3 separate regions of the Mus musculus genome follow, and all the other regions are linked to region 2. Evidence: chromatin contacts called from public HiChIP or PLAC-seq and promoter capture Hi-C data. All regions are on one chromosome and are shown on one strand. Each heading gives the region's core, a stretch centred on a gene start, on an enhancer-like site or on the middle of the called end of the contact. The rest is flanking DNA. Distances are from core to core; before and after follow the strand shown. Region 1 overlaps Megf11 (multiple EGF-like-domains 11). Region 2 holds the start of Megf11 (multiple EGF-like-domains 11). Region 3 overlaps Megf11 (multiple EGF-like-domains 11).

What was found. Promoter capture Hi-C pulls out the DNA fragments that hold promoters and counts their contacts. HiChIP or PLAC-seq counts read pairs in DNA pulled down with a chosen protein or histone mark.
Region 1: a contact with region 2 is called in a promoter capture Hi-C map of liver, with 2.7 times the contacts expected there. The contact joins the enhancer-like site here to the promoter of Megf11 in region 2. A contact is called at or near these places in 10 of 39 promoter capture datasets (the 3T3-L1 cell line, the HPC-7 cell line, cranial neural crest and 5 more), 4 of 484 Hi-C or Micro-C datasets (CD8 T cells, the N1E-115 cell line, Th1 cells and 1 more), 10 of 115 datasets of contacts at active chromatin or transcription factors (craniofacial prominence, embryonic forebrain, embryonic hindbrain and 6 more) and 1 of 9 other capture datasets (adipose tissue).
Region 3: a contact with region 2 is called in an H3K27ac HiChIP or PLAC-seq map of oligodendrocyte precursor cells, with 8 times the contacts expected there. The contact joins the enhancer-like site here to the promoter of Megf11 in region 2. A contact is called at or near these places in 15 of 39 promoter capture datasets (the 3T3-L1 cell line, the C10 cell line, the HPC-7 cell line and 10 more), 4 of 15 datasets of contacts at CTCF or cohesin (the G1E-ER4 cell line, large pre-B cells, pro-B cells and 1 more), 14 of 484 Hi-C or Micro-C datasets (the Ba/F3 cell line, the G1E-ER4 cell line, the HPC-5 cell line and 7 more), 20 of 115 datasets of contacts at active chromatin or transcription factors (T-cell acute lymphoblastic leukemia, bone marrow-derived macrophages, craniofacial prominence and 13 more) and 2 of 9 other capture datasets (liver and pancreatic islet).

Annotation. Positions count from the first base shown.
Region 1 is chr9:64,569,880-64,573,389 of GRCm38.p6, reverse strand. All of the region lies in intron 5 of Megf11 (multiple EGF-like-domains 11), which reads right to left. Among named protein-coding and RNA genes, the nearest start is that of Gm36311, 110 kb to the left of the region's middle. Within about 2 kb of position 1,834, at least 26 of the 459 cell types and tissues checked have an H3K27ac peak or open chromatin away from gene starts, as enhancers often do. A contact at or near this core is called in the N1E-115 cell line, bone marrow-derived macrophages and liver, where this site is marked.
Region 2 is chr9:64,384,257-64,387,759 of GRCm38.p6, reverse strand. It overlaps Megf11 (multiple EGF-like-domains 11), which reads right to left and starts at 2,134. Exons shown (of 25, transcript NM_001134399.1): 1 at 1,932-2,134.
Region 3 is chr9:64,604,668-64,608,308 of GRCm38.p6, reverse strand. The region is part of intron 5 of Megf11 (multiple EGF-like-domains 11); the gene reads right to left. Among named protein-coding and RNA genes, the nearest start is that of Gm36311, 79 kb to the left of the region's middle. Within about 2 kb of position 2,313, at least 46 of the 459 cell types and tissues checked have an H3K27ac peak or open chromatin away from gene starts, as enhancers often do. A contact at or near this core is called in the N1E-115 cell line, forebrain, neural progenitor cells and 3 more, where this site is marked.

The DNA of each region.
Region 1 (3,510 bases), core at 585-3,084, 190 kb before region 2:
CCAGCTGGTTTGTACCCCATCACTGCTGTGTGAGAGCATCACCCCCATCCTGCTTCCTGATCATGGCTACAAAGCTGCTTTACACTCCTGCCTCCATCACTGCCCTGACAGAGGGCAGTCTCCTCAAAATTCCAGCCAGAGTCAACCCTTCCCCCCCCCCCCAAGCTGTTTCTTCACAAGAATCGTATCACAGCAACAAGAAAAGCACTAATACATTAGCTTTTTCTGATGATGCAAACAAGTATTTTCAGATACGAATTTATAAGAACAGCGAGGCTGGATGAATAAATTCCAAGCAATGCAGCTGTGTCCTGAACCCTGGCTGAAACGGGAAAGGGGCGAATGTCCACTGCCCCAGCATCCCACTTTTATACAAACACTTGCAGGTTGCATAATCTCAAGCCATTGCTTTGTTCCCAAACAAATTGATATTTTTATTTGGAAGCGCTCCAAGACCTGCTTGAGGCTCTAAATGTCATTTTTAAGTGGCCTCTGGAGGCTTGAAGCAGAAGGGAGACCTGCTCTGACTCACATGTCAGAGTCCCCGCTGCTGGGTGGAAGGAACTATGAGGGGACAAGAGTGGCTGGCAGGGAACAGCTGAGAGCCAGCTTGTGACTCTTGGTGGGTCATGTGACACCTTGTTAGCTGCCCAACAGCCAGCCCTACATCACAGCCCGGTCCTCAAGCATAAGTGGCAGAGATGCCAGGCCACAGATTCTGCCCTTAAACCAGTTTGTGAGCCCTCAGCATCACTTAGGTGCCTACTAACTACGTGCTCGGTCCAGGCCAGGCTGCCTCTTTCAGCCATTTCTGCCTGGATGAGGCTTGGTGGAGACACATAGGTTTTTAGGGTGTTTTTCTTGATGAGCCCTCTAGTTAGGAGTCTTTCTCAACCTGTAAACATAGGGGTACCCCCTTTAAATCTTCAACAGTCAGGACCAAATGCAGGAAGGAAATGGATACAGGGAGATAGAAACCATGGGAATGAATCATGGGACCTGACTGGCCTCATTCTTTTCTAATGAGGAAACAGGCCCAGAAAAGCTAAATAGCTAAGAGGCTCAAGGCTGTACTGAAACTGCCTGTTCTGTAGCTGGGATTTGAACCAGTCTGACTCCAAAGCCTGTGTTTAGAACCTACTCTTCCTGCCTGGAATGTACTCTGATGGGAAATGGTTAGAGAACAGAAAAACCAGAACAAATAAACTTAGAACTTCATCACGTAACTTGCCCCCAGAAATGCTTGGTATAACAGCATTTTGGGAGAGTGGGAGTTTGTGAAGCTGTGTGTGTGTGTGTGTGTGTGTGTGTGTAATGCATGTACATATCTGTGCACATTTATGTAGCTGAAAGACAGAGGTTAACCTCAGGCTTCTTCATAAGCTACCGACCCTTTTATATGAAACAGGGTCTCTGCCTAGCCTGGCCTTTGATGACTAAGCTAGGCTGGGTGGCCAGTGAGCATATCCTCTGCCTCCAAAGCTCTGAAATAAAAGCGCATGCCACCGCATCTGGCGTTTTATGTGGATTCTGGTGCTGGGATGCAGGTTGTCACGCTTATAGAGTAAACACTTCACCAAGTTAGCCATCTCCCCAGCCTCTGTCTGTCACTCAGCCTGGGGCTCCAGAGACAACTTGGGGGCTTCTGCAGGGACTGGGTTTTCTAATGAAGTCCGACCTCATCCTGTACCAGTCTTACCCCCAGGCCCTGCCTGCATGCCACTGCCCACTGGGCCCCAGTGTCTATAGAGACCGCCAGGTTTTAAGGACTGAACCACAGTTAACAGAGGTGAGAGCAGACATGAGCATTGCTATGGTAAGGGAGTCGAGAACCCCATTACCCATCATAATGTGCCTTTCCATCCATCTTACCACCTAGTGTGACAGGTTTTGGCAACAGTCAGGAGTAGAGTCGCAAACAAAACTTCACAGTGTACAAAATAAGCAATGAAATTATAGAACATAAACCACGAGTCTATTTATTCCATGATGTGCCGGGCGCGGGGTGGGAAGGCAGAGTCATGTTTGCCTCTGGAACAGAACGGGGGAATGCCAGATGAGCCAGCCAATGCTTGCTCTTGGGGATATCTGCACGGGCAGAGTCCACCTAGCTCCCTGTCCTGATTTCAGCTGTCATCATCCTGTGACTCCCAGAGCACAGTCCTGGGGACAATATTGTGGCTGGGAATGAGTTAACTCACTTCCTAGGACAGGTTTCACCAAGGAGAGTCAGACTGGCTCTCTTAGGAGGTACAGTCCCCACGGGGGTCCTTAGTCTGGTGGGATGGGTGCTAAGGCCCCTCTGCAAACCCTTGTGCGTGTGGCTTAGGGCCCTCCAATGCTCTTTGCATTATTGATTGCAGAACCTGCTTAGAAGCTTGGAAATGAGATTCCACCTCCCACTTCCTATTGACTTTCGTCTCTTACACTAGACAAACACCAAAATCTCCCCTGACTTTTCACTGCAGATGACGGTACCCAGGAGACCACAGCGAGTTGCAGGAGCTGGTGGGCTCTTCTTATCTGCCGAAGTATCCTGCTCAGAGGGGTCAGTCCTGTGCCCTAGAGAAGGGATGAACAGGGCATCTTTGCATCCTGCAGAGACACCCCATGTTGACAGGCTTTGAGTACTGAAAGGGACATCCCACCCGGCTTCCTTTCTAGTTCTGTTCTGAACAGGGATCTAAGCAGAGATGGAAGGCACTGGGCGGCTCTTCAGTGGCTGCCCTTGACCTTGAACTTGTCAAATGCTAAAAAAGGATGCCTGTGGGAGGCCTCTGATACTCAGGACCAAAACCGAGAGAAGGATTCTGAGTACAGATCCCTCGGGGCAGAAGCAAGGGAGGGAAGAAGAGACACTGAGCTACAGGCCTTGGACTGGGACATGAATCTTAGGGCCCCAGCAATGACATCATGGTCACTGTAGTTAAGTACTACCTGGCCTCTCCCTCAGGATGCATCACACACATGCTGAGTGAGGTTCATCTGAGACACCCATAGAGAATCTAAAATACAAGGGTTTACATTGCTGTGTGTTTATCTCAATGATACGTCTTTTTTTTTTTTTTTAAACATAGGTTTTTTTTTTTTTTTTTTTTTTATTGTAAGGCTAGCCTTGAATCCCATTTCAGCAATGATCTTTCCTCAGTTCATCTCATCAAGAGGGAAAAGCATGAATCCCCAAATCTTCCCCTCCCCTTCCTGAGTGCTGGGGATACAGACCAAGACTCTGTGATAATTTTGTTTTTGTTTTACATGTTTATGTTTCGAGACAGGATCACACTATATAGCCCTGGCCGGTATGGAAATGCTATGCAGATCAAGATAACCTCTGCCTCTCCGAGTGCTGAGATTCAAGGTGTTGGGTCACCACTAACACCATGGCCTCCCCAGTGAAAATTTCAAAACGCAAAGATTAGGGCTGGGGAGATGGCTCAGAGGTTAAGAACACAGCCTGTTCTTCTTCTAGAGGACCCAGATTCTATTCCCAGCACCCACATGGCAGCTCAC
Region 2 (3,503 bases), core at 885-3,384:
CTCCTCTTGGGAGATGCTGGTTACCCACGGTGTCCTGCCTCTAACCTTCCAACCTCCTGGCCCTCCAGCCTTTTCATCATTCAATGGCCTAACACTAAGAAAGTGGAAATCAACGGGGGAAATCAGGAAAGGTGCCCAGCCCTTAGGCAGGAAGACTTCCCTTAGTCAGCTCTAAGGGAGTCCCTTCACTTCTTTGGGCTTCAGTAGGCTGATCTGCAGAATGGGAGGAAAGGGAAGGACTGCAGTTACAGGCTTCAATTTTCTAGGGGCTTAAACAATGTGTGAGCAACAGCAAGAGCCCGGTGCTTGGTGCACACCGCAGGAAAAGCCGCCAAAGAAACAGGTTAAGCTTCACATCCTAGGCTGGGCGTTAATGTCAATGCTCTGGGACACTGAACCCAACCTTCAGGGAGGGGGCGATGGCCCGTAGATGATCCTCTCTGCAAAGAACTCCAGCTTTTTTGCTACTTCTAAACCTCCGCTAAGCCTCACAAAAGATCTTTTCGGCTTGCAGTCCAACAAAGACCGAACGCTGGAAAGAGATGAGGGTCGGCGAATCCAGCCACTGGACTCCCGGAGCCAAAACACTATCGGGGCAGGCTCGGGACGGTCCCGGCAGCCTGCCGCGCGCCACCACCTGGTCAGGACATTAACCCCAGTTTCCCCCAGGACAGTGATGGGCGCAGATGCGCTGGGCACAAGTATCCTTGCCACAGAGAGCTGGGAAGGCGGGGAGCCCTAACCTCCTGGTAAGCATCCTCCAACCTGCGGGAGGCCCTGCTGTATAGGCTCCCGGAGGGACCAGGCGTGGGAGAATCTGATCCCAGTCACTTGGACCGGTTTTTCTCGAGAGCATCACCAGCCCGGAAAGAGGCCGGCTGGCCTCGCAGCAGGCACTCACGGGGACGGATTCTGAGACGCGACGACAGTGGGATGGAGCGTGGGAGGCAGTTCCAGGAAAAAGCATCTGGGGTTCGAGGGCTCTGGGGCCCGCCAGGCGGAGACCCAGAGCTCCCAGACTACAGACCGATCGTGACTCCGTCCCACTCGCAACCTTGGTCCCGGGAAGGAACGGTTTTACCTATTTTTCAAGTCTTTTTTTTTTCCTCCTAAAAATTAAAAGACTAAATCAAGTCTTAGGGGAAGGTGCCTGCGCAGGGCTGCCACCAGGACCACTGTGTGCCCAGCTACAACACTACCGCCCGCGTTTGGGAGAGAAGTTAGGAAGTTCGGGACAGCCGCCCACGAGCGCAGGAAGAGGGACTCGCTTCTCTTTTAACTTTGGGTGTTGGGGTCTCCGCCGAGGGTCGGAGGTATGTAGCCAGGGGCGACCCGCAGGACTGCAGGGCGTCCGGGATTCCCTCAGTGAAAGTGGGTAGACAGGATCAGGAGGAAAAAAAGAGAGTGAGTCCACGTTGCGCGTGGCACCGGCTGGGCTTGGGCTCCGCGGGGACCTGCGCGCGGCCCCGCAGCTCTGCGTCGGGACCCGGGTCGGAAGGACGCGGTGCGGGGCGAAGGTCCCGCACATCTAGAATGGCTCTCGGCCGGGAGACCCCAGATTCGCGCAGAGCTGGCAGGTTCCTTCTTCCGGACACCCGCACCGCGACTCTCGGGTCTTCCCCCGCACGTGGAGACGCGGCGGCCGCTGCGTCCTGACTGCGGCCAGAGGACGCGCGCCTGGCCCAGCCGAGGCTCTCTACGTCTCGCATAGACCCCCGGGCGCTCCCGCAAGCCCAGCCATCCACCTTCTGCCCCTCGCCAAACTCGCCTTCTAGAGCCGGGACCTGGCCACGGAGGACCCACGGAGCTGGTGGAAAGTTAGTCGCGACGCTGCAAAGCCCCCTCCCCTGAACTGGAACCCACACCCCGACCCAATGCACCCACAGTGCTCCGAGGCTCCGGGTCCCCGCGGACCCCACCCAACCATCTACCTGCTTCCGTGGCGCGCCCCGGGCTTGGGCCAGCCAGTCGCGCGGTCCTATACCCCGGAGCCGGAGCGGCTTCAGGTCCCCAGGCAGGAGAGGGAGCTGCGAACCGCCCCGAGCCGGGCAGCCGGCTCCGGGCACTGAGAACGAGTGAGCAAGCAGGAGGCTGGAGCCGCTGCGACTGCTGCCACGGCAGCCCCCACCCCCCTGCGTCCCTCGGCCCCTCCCTCTTCCCTCCTCCCTCCGCTCTCCCTCTCCCTCCCACCTCTTTTCAGACCCTGCGATCGCGCGCATTCCCTCGCTCTTTTTCCTAGCTTTCTCTCTGCCGGTTGCCTTCTTTAATTCCCTCTGTTCTCTTCTCACTTCCCTACTCTGCATCCACCCGTTATCGTTCTTTTACCGTTTTTCCCCCGCTCTCTCTTTTCTGTATCTCTTCCTTTTAACCCCTCGCGACTCCCTTCTCCCTCCCCCCCCCCTTTTTTTTTTCCTTCTGACCGACCGATTAGCGTGGCCTCTGCACCTGTTCTTTGTAGAAGCTCTGGCTGGCGAAGCTAGCCCAGGATGGAAGGGGACCAGGAATATGCCCCAAACTGAGCTTTTAACAAGCTGAGTACAGATAGATACCCAGGGAAAGCTAGAAAAGCAAAGAACTCAGTGTGCAGAACAAGCTGAGCTGCACCAGGTAAAGTGCAGACAGCCAGGCCCCAGAGTAAGAACTTGCCATGCTGTGGTCAACTCCAAAGGCTGGACTGCTGTGGTCAACTCCAAAGGCTGGACTTAAACCAGCGGGGCTTCTTGTAGACTTCAAGGTCTTCGAACAGGGGATGAGATGGGGGGTGGGGGGGGGCAGAGGAGGGTGCATGTTAATGATAGGGTGTCAGAGGCCTGGCACTGCACCCAGAGCCACCTGGAAGTCTTCAGTCAGGTGACACTTTAGACTACACCTCGTGTGCTTGTAAGTGGGTCCTAGCCAGGTGGTGGGAACACCTGCTGGTCACCCCTACTCCTTTCCAAGATATGAGGGGCTCACTCCTGCTTCCCTGTTTGCCAGAGGTGGGGGTGGTGGGGTGTTTCCTTCCCTTGAAGTGAGGTGGGGTCCCACACTTGGGAAAGGTGTCCTGCACCCGGAGGGAGAATTTTGCCACTAGAACAGGCAGATTGTCTGTGGCTTTGGGACAAGCCACTCGACCCAGGCTCCCGTGCAGCCTGAGGATCCAGCTCTTTCCCCAGGAGTGTACTCCCTGTCATCTGTCCATTTCAGCCCAGTGGGGTTTGGAGAAATAAGAAGAAGCCCTCTTCCCATTGGCCCACAACAGGCAGCCCTGCTCTGCAAGCACCAGACCAGGTTCATCCAGTAAGTGCTAGGCTTCTGCAGGAATGGTGTGAGCAGATGAGATCTTTCTGCATTGGGGTTTCAGGTCCCAAAACTCCAAACCAACCTCCCCAGCAGTTCCTTACCTTGGAATGTCAAACTAAACGGACAACAGATGGCAGAGCCTCTTGTTCACAACATAAAAGTAGAGCTTGAAACCGGGTGAAGCACTTAGCAAACACCCGGGTCACTCACCCGCCAGAGTG
Region 3 (3,641 bases), core at 1,064-3,563, 220 kb before region 2:
GTTCAATCTCCATGACTAGAAAAGAACCAAAAACTCATTTCAGAGACAGTTGAGTTGGTTCCTCAGCTGGGTGGACATGAGAACACGGGTATCCTGAGAAGTGTCCATTGTCTATCAAGGAACTAGTATATGGCCCCATAGAGACAACACTGTGGTCTCCCATGTCTACTTCAGCAGCTGCTCTGCACCCCATCAACCAGCCACAGAAGTACTGAGAGGGTATGCTTAGGTGCAGAAGGCCTTGGGCAGGTCACATGCTTCTCTGAGACTCACTTTCCCTGCCTATGAGGTGAAGGTGTATTGGAAAGAGAGTCTCAGACCCAAATCTACCATCTTTTATATGAGTCTCCATTCTGCTTCAGACATTTAGACATCTAGTCCTGAATCTACAAGATTCTGGGGAATAGGAACCATTCATACATAAACAAGTATAATAGCAATAGTTCTGCCTTCAAGACCAAGTCTAAAGTAAAAGAGTACTGTCAGGATGGTCCACAAGTGCCCTTCCATCCCCAGAGTCTGTGGGAAGCCCAGAGCCTGCATCTCTAGAAGAGAAAGAAGTCAGGCAGCCATTCATCCAGGAGCTCCAGCCTAGATGGCTTCTACAGGAGATTCTGAGGGTGCTGGTGCCTTCTATTCATCCCAATACCTCTGGCCTTCTATGCTCCCTGGCAAGGTATGGAGAAGACCCAGGTGAGTGAGCACAGGTTAGACAGCTGGGGGAAGAAGCAGAGAGATGACTGCTTTCTGCTCCCTCTTAGCTGTTTCTGGTGTTTTGCAAGAGTCTGCACATTTTAAAGTAGCTTCTGGCAAGAGAGAAAAATGTCTCTCTGGGGCTAGAAGATGCCTTGCAGTGTTGGTGAGTGAGGGGCCCTATGGGGGAATGGCTGGCCCAGGGAGGGACAGACTGAGTGAGAGAGCTTCAGCCCTCAAGGGATTAAGGTGTGAGGCAAAGAAGGAAGCTAAGTCTGGCCTGGCAAGGTGGATGGGGGCTCTGATAAGGTCTGGGATCAGGGACAAGTCAGAGTTGGATATGACAATGAGCCCAGCAATGGAAGAGCTGGCTCTGGGCCACAGTTGGCTGGGCTGCATGGGGCCAGCAGCCAGAGCTGGCCTGGGCTCTGATGGCTGTTCTATGAGGTACAGGTAAGCTAAGTATATTAGTTACTTTTGTGTTGCTGTGACAAAACACTGTGACCATGACAACTTATAAAGGAAAGACGTGGGCTGTGTATGGTTAGAGTCCATAAAGGTGGAGTAAAGGCATGGCGGCAGGAAGAGTGGAGAGCTCACATCTCGATCCAGGAGCAGGAGGTAGAGAGAACACACTGGGAATGGCAAGAACAGCTCAAGCCCTTGAAACCTCAAAGCCAGTTCCCAATGACATCTCTCCTCCAACAAGGCCATACCAACTGCGGGCCAAACACTTAAATCTATGAGCCATGAGCCATGGGGGCCATTTTCATTCAAACCACCACACTAAGGCAAGCTGTTACTCTAAGGCCTGGTCTTACCAAGTAAGTGGCTTGGCCTGGATGACCCCAGAATTCCTGACTGAAGTTCTAGCAGGCTTGTCTAACCTGATGCTCACGGGCCCTGTGTGTCCTAGGATGGCTATAAACATGGCTGAAAACATTTGTAGAAAATATCATATTGCAATAGCAAAAGTATAAACACTCTCTGCTCTGCTGTGACCACATAGTAAGTCCCAGACATGTTTAGGACACTCACAAAAGCTACGGACTATCCTCACCAAAATGCTCATGAACACATATATAACTCATGCACATATGCATACACAGAACCGCCCAGGAATTCAAGGTATTTATGTCCTACTATGCACAGACTCCAGGCTAAAAATCCTACATTGAAGCCCTGTCCTTTGGTTATCCTCTGGATATCCAGCAGCAGCTATTTTCTCAGAATCCCTGGCTTTTGTAGACTGCCTGTCAACTCAGGGCCTGCGGCTGGATCCTCTCTGAAAGAAGCAGGGCTGTATCTCTGAACCATTAAACACGGCCCTGCAGGGTGACCCGGTTTGGAGGTGGCCCAGCTGGGGCTAGAGACAGTAACCATGTGCCCGGGACACATGCAGATCCAGTTAAAAGGCAGATTAATGGGTGGTCAGGTGCAAGGAAGTCGGCCAAGAAGCCATGCTGGGGGAACACAAGGCGTTTGTTTGGGTTCATGAAGCAGTTTCTGCATCCTTCCGAGCTGGCCTTTCTGAACGGATAAGCTTCTCAAAGACCCCGCAGCCCAGCTGTGAAAAGGCTCTTCTGTCTTTGCTGGCTGCACAGTTCACACAAATCCAAGTGGGGTCCGACTGCCCAGGAGTGTATGCAGAGGAAGAAAAGATGAATGGGCTGGATTACAGACCCTGTTGCCATGGGCAGATAATAGCGGCAAAGTGCCAGTTGCAGAGACCAAATGTCCTTACCCCGAGTGGCGAGAGAGTGCCAATCACAAGGGATTAAAAACAGCTTGGGGCATGGCCTATGGAGAAAGGCCTGAGGCTGGGCACACAGCCAAGAAGAGGCTGGCCTGTTGGGGGTGGTCTGCAGACTTGGAAAGGGGTGAGGATTGTCATCGCTGAGACGCCGGGGTGGGAACGTAGGGTTTGGGGGGCTAGAGGGGAAAACCTTTGGGCTTAGGGTGAAGCTGTTATGGTTCTAAAAGAGCTCTGAGCAGTTAGGGACCAGCTAACTAACGGTCTCTTGGGAAATCTTGCCACCCCAGAGCTGTGTAAAGTTCTGGTGCACAAGCTAACCTATGTCAACCAGCACAGTGGCTCCAGGCAAGTCTCTGCTCACCGCCCTGCTGCTTGGAGGAGCAAGGCAGCCCGAAGCATTTCCTGGCTATCTCCATAATTATGAGCCTGTAGTCAGCCCTGCGGTCCTGAACCTGCCAGACATGAGCCTACCGTAGGATGCTGTAGAAGGCTTAAGGGTGGTGGGAGCTCTCTGCAGAGAAGACCCAGTCTTGGAAGGAAATGATTCTCTCAAAGTCACTGACCAAAGCACCTCCATGGGTCTCAGCGCCCCTGTTTATAACTGCCGGTGCTTGTCTGGAGAAAGGACTCCTGGTGTTTGGCATGGACTGCAGCGGCCTCTGTGTTAGGCCTTTGATGTATATATTATATACTGAGTCATTTCCAAGAGTGGTGTTATCATTCCGTTTCGTAGACATAGAAACCAAGTTTGTCGTGTAAGCATGTTGAGCCAGGATCTTGGTGAGTCTGGATTCTGAGAGTTCTTTTTAAAAACAGGGTCTCATGCAGCCCAGGCTCAAAGTTGCTATGTAGCTGCGGATGACCTTGAACTTCTGGTCTTGCTGCGTCCACCTCCCAAGTTCTGGGAATATAGTCGTGCAGCACCATGCCCAGCTGATGTGGGGCTGGGGCTGGACCCCATGGTTTTATGCAAGCTAAGCAGATAGTCTTTCAACTGAGCTACATCCCGGCCGTGGCTTTGGAGTTTGTAAAGTTAAAATGTGGAAGGACTTTGTAAACTGTTTTAAGAGTACTAGTTATTGAGGGCTGTGTGGCCAGGGGAAAAAGATGTTAGGATTTCAGCCCTGTCTAGCTTAGCTAAAGGCAAGAGGTAAGTGGGGGCTGGAGAGAGGCAGCTTGGGCACTGGTAAGG